Linked DNA regions of Rattus norvegicus: region 2 is linked to region 1. The links are chromatin contacts, called in public Hi-C maps. All regions are on one chromosome and are shown on one strand. Each heading gives the region's core, a stretch centred on a gene start, on an enhancer-like site or on the middle of the called end of the contact. The rest is flanking DNA. Distances are from core to core; before and after follow the strand shown.

The links. Hi-C and Micro-C count contacts between places; a contact is called where the count stands out from the background.
Region 2: a contact with region 1 is called in a Hi-C map of the A7r5 cell line, with 2.5 times the contacts expected there. The contact joins the promoter of Srp14 here to the enhancer-like site in region 1. A contact is called at or near these places in 4 of 12 Hi-C or Micro-C datasets (the A7r5 cell line, the Rat2 cell line, Schwann cells and 1 more).

Annotation. Positions count from the first base shown.
Region 1 is chr3:125,759,231-125,761,930 of GRCr8, reverse strand. All of the region lies in intron 1 of Gpr176 (G protein-coupled receptor 176), which reads left to right. Among named protein-coding and RNA genes, the nearest start is that of Gpr176, 31 kb to the left of the region's middle. Within about 2 kb of position 1,365, at least 11 of the 93 cell types and tissues checked have an H3K27ac peak or open chromatin away from gene starts, as enhancers often do. A contact at or near this core is called in the A7r5 cell line and liver, where this site is marked.
Region 2 is chr3:125,898,536-125,901,235 of GRCr8, reverse strand. Srp14 (signal recognition particle 14) reads left to right here and starts at 1,417. Exons shown (of 5, transcript NM_001106497.1): 1 at 1,417-1,518; 2 at 1,659-1,731; 3 at 2,156-2,268. The coding sequence starts at 1,495.

The DNA.
Region 1 (2,700 bases), core at 116-2,615:
AAGAAAATGAAGGCCCCTTTCTGGGACAAGGACCCCCTCAGAAATTGCCTGTGAATCCTCTGACTATTCAATATAAATTATTGTGTCTGCAACCACCTATGAAGCTCTCCAAAGTGCGTCTCAAATAAGTTTCACAGGGGATTCATAGGCATCACAGGGTTCGAGGACCACTGGTGTAGACTCTTAAAATTTTAGGAATTCTTTAGACTTCTCCAGGGTCACAAGCTATATTCCACCAGGACAGACTGAGAATGATCGCTGTAAGCCAACTTTTCTACTGAAGTTAGAATGGCCATACAATCTTAGTGGGCAGTAGGATAAAACCCCTTCCCAAGCATCTCTGTGATGTGAAATTTAGCAGATAGCAGGCTTGGTCTGTTTGTCATTACAGATGAAAATAGAGGTAATTATTTTGTTTTTAGTTGTTGAAGTGTATTATTTTAAGAGACTCGGGCATTTGCATAAGAACGGACAAAAATGATCAGGATAAATAAACATTTTCTGTCCCTGTGACTCCTTTCTTGTCACTCCAGTGTTTGTGTGCCAAGTGTGGTTTCTTCAGCTGGCCTTGGTGTGCCCTTGAGGGAAAAACAGCATGGTGGCCTTGTTTGGGTTCAGTGTTGTCATTTCTGAAAGTCAAGATGGGGGCAGTAGATGCGGGCTAATAGCACACATGTCAGGCTGGAGGGAGTTCCCTGATCCTCACTTTCAGGTGAGGATCTGCTTCTCCTTGACCTGCCATCCCAACAGGAGGGAAGAATCTTTGTAAATTCTCTGCTGAGTCCCACAGTTCTTGGCCAGACAAAACCTAACATTCCCATTTCTGAAGACATGTATGTGTTGTGTTCTTCTGAGGAAGCAGGGGGTTTGCTAAGAACTGTCACTCAACCTGAGACCATGTTTTCCTGTCTGCATTTTGTTCTACAACAGTGAGCCATCTCCTATTAAAAGAGGGTCCCTGTGTGGCTGAATTAATCTAAGCCAGGGGATTGCCCTCAGTGCCTGTGAGGGCAGGTGTGCTGTAATTATCAAGTCCTGTGATAAATGTGCCACACTTAATTAATTGGAAGATTTGTCTCTCATTTACTTTGGAGACACACAAATGATTCAATTAATTAATGTGTGGAAAGCTGCCCTGGCTCGTAGAGGTGGGGCTGGGTTTGTATATATTTTGAATTCCTATTCTGTTTTTTTAATCCTTTCTTAACCTGATATGCTTTGAAAACCATTTTGGCTTTCAAAAAGAGCACCCACACGATTCTTACTGAGGAACTTGCAGAAAAAGGGCAGTGCTTTGTTCTCCCAAAGGAAGCCACCAATGAGTCGCAGAACCTCTGACTTCAGCTACATGGCATTTCAGATTGTCTGGTCACTCCAGTTAGGGGAAGGGGGTGGTCTGAGTCACTCGTAAAGAATAGGTTTGATTGTCGTGAGAGTTTCTGTTGTTGATTTGACCGGATCTAGAATCTCTAGGATGTCTCTGAGCATGCTCAGGAGGGATTATGCATATTAGGTTACCTGAGGCTGGTGACACCAACCCAGGAGTTTGGGTTCTGGACTTTTGAAAAGGCAGGAGCTGAGCTGAGCACAGACACGCATCGCTCTTTCCCTCCTGACTGCTGTTGCAATGTGACCCATAGCAACCCGCTTGCCGTGCTGGAATCTACCATTGAACTCTGAGCCCAAACAAACGCTTCCTCTCTTAAATTGCCATTGTCGGGGCATTTTATTACAAGAAGGATAATACAGGGTTAAAGGATGGGGGAGTTTAAAGCAATTTCTTGGAAGCAAAACAACTGCTGACATGAGCAGACAGTCTGAGGTTTGAGTCCTGAGGTTTGAGTCCGTGGGGTTCTGATTCCTAGGACTTACGCAAAACTGGTAATGTCACTATTAGTGTGGCAGCCTTTGAGGTATCCCTCTTCTCCTTTCTTTCCTAAAGGGTCCTGCCTCTGCCTTTATCAACAAAGTGCCCAGATGAAAATATCCCCCAGACTCCTTTGCAGATAGGGGCAGCAGTGCCAGCAACAAGCGTAAATGCAGGTGCCCCTGAATAAAGCCCTGATGTGCTGTAAGGCGGGAGGGGTGGACTAAGCTGAGAGCTGCCTTTGGTCTTTGACTTTCCTGCCTGGAAGTTGGATCCTAAGGGTGGGCAGTTTGCCTTGCAGTTATGTGAGGGATGGGCGGACTATGACGTTACAAGTCTTGGCCCTTCCTTAATGTCATCTTTGCGTAACTTCCTCAAACTCTGGAGTTTGGTTTATGTAACAGATTAACCTTCATTATTTTGATCTGTTGTTTTTCTGACCCAGAGTCAAATGTACCTTTCAGAAGCTATTACTTAAGTGGAATAATATATATATATATATATATATATATATATATATATATATGTGTGTGTGTGTGTGTGTGTGTATAATGTTAATTAATATATAATATAATGTATGTGCACGTATTACTAGGTGTGTGTAATTATAGTGTGCGATGTTGTAGTTGGAGTTAGACATTTTTGCTATGGAGAGATTCCCGTCTTCTGTGCTTTCTTTGTTGGAACTACAGGACACTGGGGCATAAAATCTCGCCAAAGGTTGCTGCACCAGGCAGTGTTTAACACAGTGACGTCATCATCTACACTGTTTACTGCTCTGTGTGAGGGAGGATCACACCCAAAGTCGGTCAAGGCAGGAGCCAACAAGTTGG
Region 2 (2,700 bases), core at 168-2,667, 140 kb before region 1:
TTGTTTGGGAATGCGATGGAAATAACAAGGGTATGATGGAAGGAAGAAAGACCCCGATAGGCTCAGATATTTGAGTGTTTGGCCACCAGGGAGTGACAATATTTGAAAAGGATTAGAAAGATTAAGAGGTGTACTAGGCATGTTGGAGGAGGTGTGTCACTGGGGACAGGTTTTGAGCTTTCAAAATGCCTGGCTCTGAGCCTCTCTGCCTAAGTATCAGGATATAGAGCTCTGAATTAGTTCTCCCTCACCATGTCTGCCTGCATGCAGCCAAGATATCGGCCCAGGACCCCCGAGACCAAGTTCTCAGTACAAGGGAAATTTATTTGCCCCATCAGGGAATAAAAGACAAAGACAGTGGGCGATAGTGGCATATACCTTTAATCCCAGCACTTGTGAGGCAGAGGCAGGCAGATCTCTGTGAGTTTGAGGCCAGCCTGGTGTACAGAGTGAGTTCCAGGACAGCCAAGGTTATCCAGAAAAACCCTGTTTCAAACAAATAAACCAAAACAAAAACCAAATAACCCAACCAAGCAAACCAGAGAGAGAGAGACGGACAGACAGAGGGAGAGAGAGGAGATAGAAGATGTGGGAGAAGGGGAAGCAAACAAGGGAGAGGAGGAGGGGTATTTGTTTTGGAATAGAACAAAAGACTGCCTCTCTGTACAAGGTAGACTGACAAGTCCCAGTGGCACTTTATAAAGGTAAAACGGAAAACTTAGTATTAGGATGAGGTGTTTAATTTTAATAGGCATGTGAATTAGGCGAGCCATAGGGGGCTTTGATTGCTGGACTTCAATACTTTGATATCTGGACCTTGGTAGTCAGCCTCAGGAGAAGGAAATGACCAAATAAGGGAACAGCCCTTGGTGGCTAGCTTTAGGAATTTTTTTTTAGCAAGGCAGAGGGAATAGAAGGTCAATGTCTGCCAAAGTAATACTTGCCAAAATTGAGTCCCTTCAACGATAACACACTAATCTTTGAAAGTGGAAGCAAGCCCCCAGGTATATGCTTTTGTTTATGAGTTGTCTTGGTCATGGTATCTCTTCACAGCAAAAGAATAGCGATTAAGACAAATGGCTAAAGCTTAGTTAGCACTTCTTATTTACCAGACTGTATTCTGTATTTCAATATAAATATATCTGCTCTTCCCGGCCATATTGTGAAAGGGGTACTTCACCTTAAAAATGAGGAAAGTGAGGCAGTGGACTCATGGGTGACTTTATATTTCTATCCAGTCATTCTTTTGCTCTCATTCCCTCCTACAGCCTAGGGTGAATCTTGTCAAGGCAGTCCAACTACCTAAAGTGTCATTCCTCATCTTGGAAAGAAGTGGGAGGGGGTGACGAACGCGCAGGCGCAAGGCAACCGGAGCTAGGTAAGGATTGACGGAAGACTGGCAACAAAAGCGGAAGTTCCGCCCACCACAAGCGAGACTTCCGGTTGAACCTCAGAAGGCTTCTGCTGACGGAGTCGGAACCTGCGGAGACCAGGATGGTGTTGCTCGAGAGCGAGCAGGTACCGGCGGCCCCTGAGGGCCATGGACTCGAGCCAATGGGGTCAGCTCGGGTAGCGTTTCTCCCTTTGCGGGCGGGCCTGGGCCGTGACGCGGCGGGGCGAGGACTGGAGACTGCCTAACGGGGCGTGTTGTGTTGCAGTTCCTGACGGAGCTGACCAGGCTCTTCCAGAAGTGCCGGTCATCGGGCAGCGTGTTCATCACCCTGAAGAAGTGTAAGCAGCTTCCCGGGCCGCGCCGGGGCATGGCAGGGAGGGGGCAGCCCGGCCTCTGGCCTCTCCGCATCGGCCACCTCCTGGGCTCACAGCCGCGGCAGGGCTAGGAAGTGTGGCTGGTGCGGTGCGGGCCGCCCGCTCACGGGGGCCCTAAGTGTGTCAGACGTCCACGTTCTGTCAGGCAGCCCTACCCCTGCTCCATTAGTGAGGCTCCCAGTGTTTATCAAGTCGTTGCTCCTAGTTTTGACCATATCGAAAGAGATAGCGGGTGTGGTGAATTTATGGGAGTGATGGTGGGAACCCTTCCTTACGATGTTCAGATTTTCACTTTGAACCAGAAGTAACTCCTGTGGTCTGTGGTGATGGTGTTTACTCGGGTGTTTTGTTTTGTTTTGTTTTGTTTTGTTTTGTTTTTTAAACACAGATGATGGTCGCACTAAACCAATCCCACGGAAGAGTTCCGTGGAGGGCCTCGAGCCCGCAGAAAACAAGTGTCTGTTAAGGGCCACGGATGGGAAAAGGAAGATCAGCACAGTGGTGAGATGGAGTCTTTTTTTTCTTTTTCCTGCTTTGTTTTCTTTTGAGTTGGCCTGACTGACTGAAAAAAGTCACTTTTCTCTCAAATAGCCAAGGTACAGGAGCAACCTGTCTCAGTGCTAGCTAGTAGAATGGATTAAAAAAAAATATCTAAAAGCATTCTCGGGCCGACTTTGAACTTGTGATTTAGGAAGATCACAGCTGTGGTCACAGGGTTGTCTTATCAACTGAGACAGATGACAGTGATGATTTTCATGCACTCGGAGATGGAATCCAGGCCAGGGTCTTCATCCTGTTAAGTCATCACTCTGTTTTGAGCCTCATCCCCTGACCTCTGAACTGTACAACGCTGACTGAGGAGGGGCATGTCTGGATTACTTCTAGACTCCCTTCCCTTTCATTTTGGCCTGTCACTCCCAGGCCGTTTTGGGA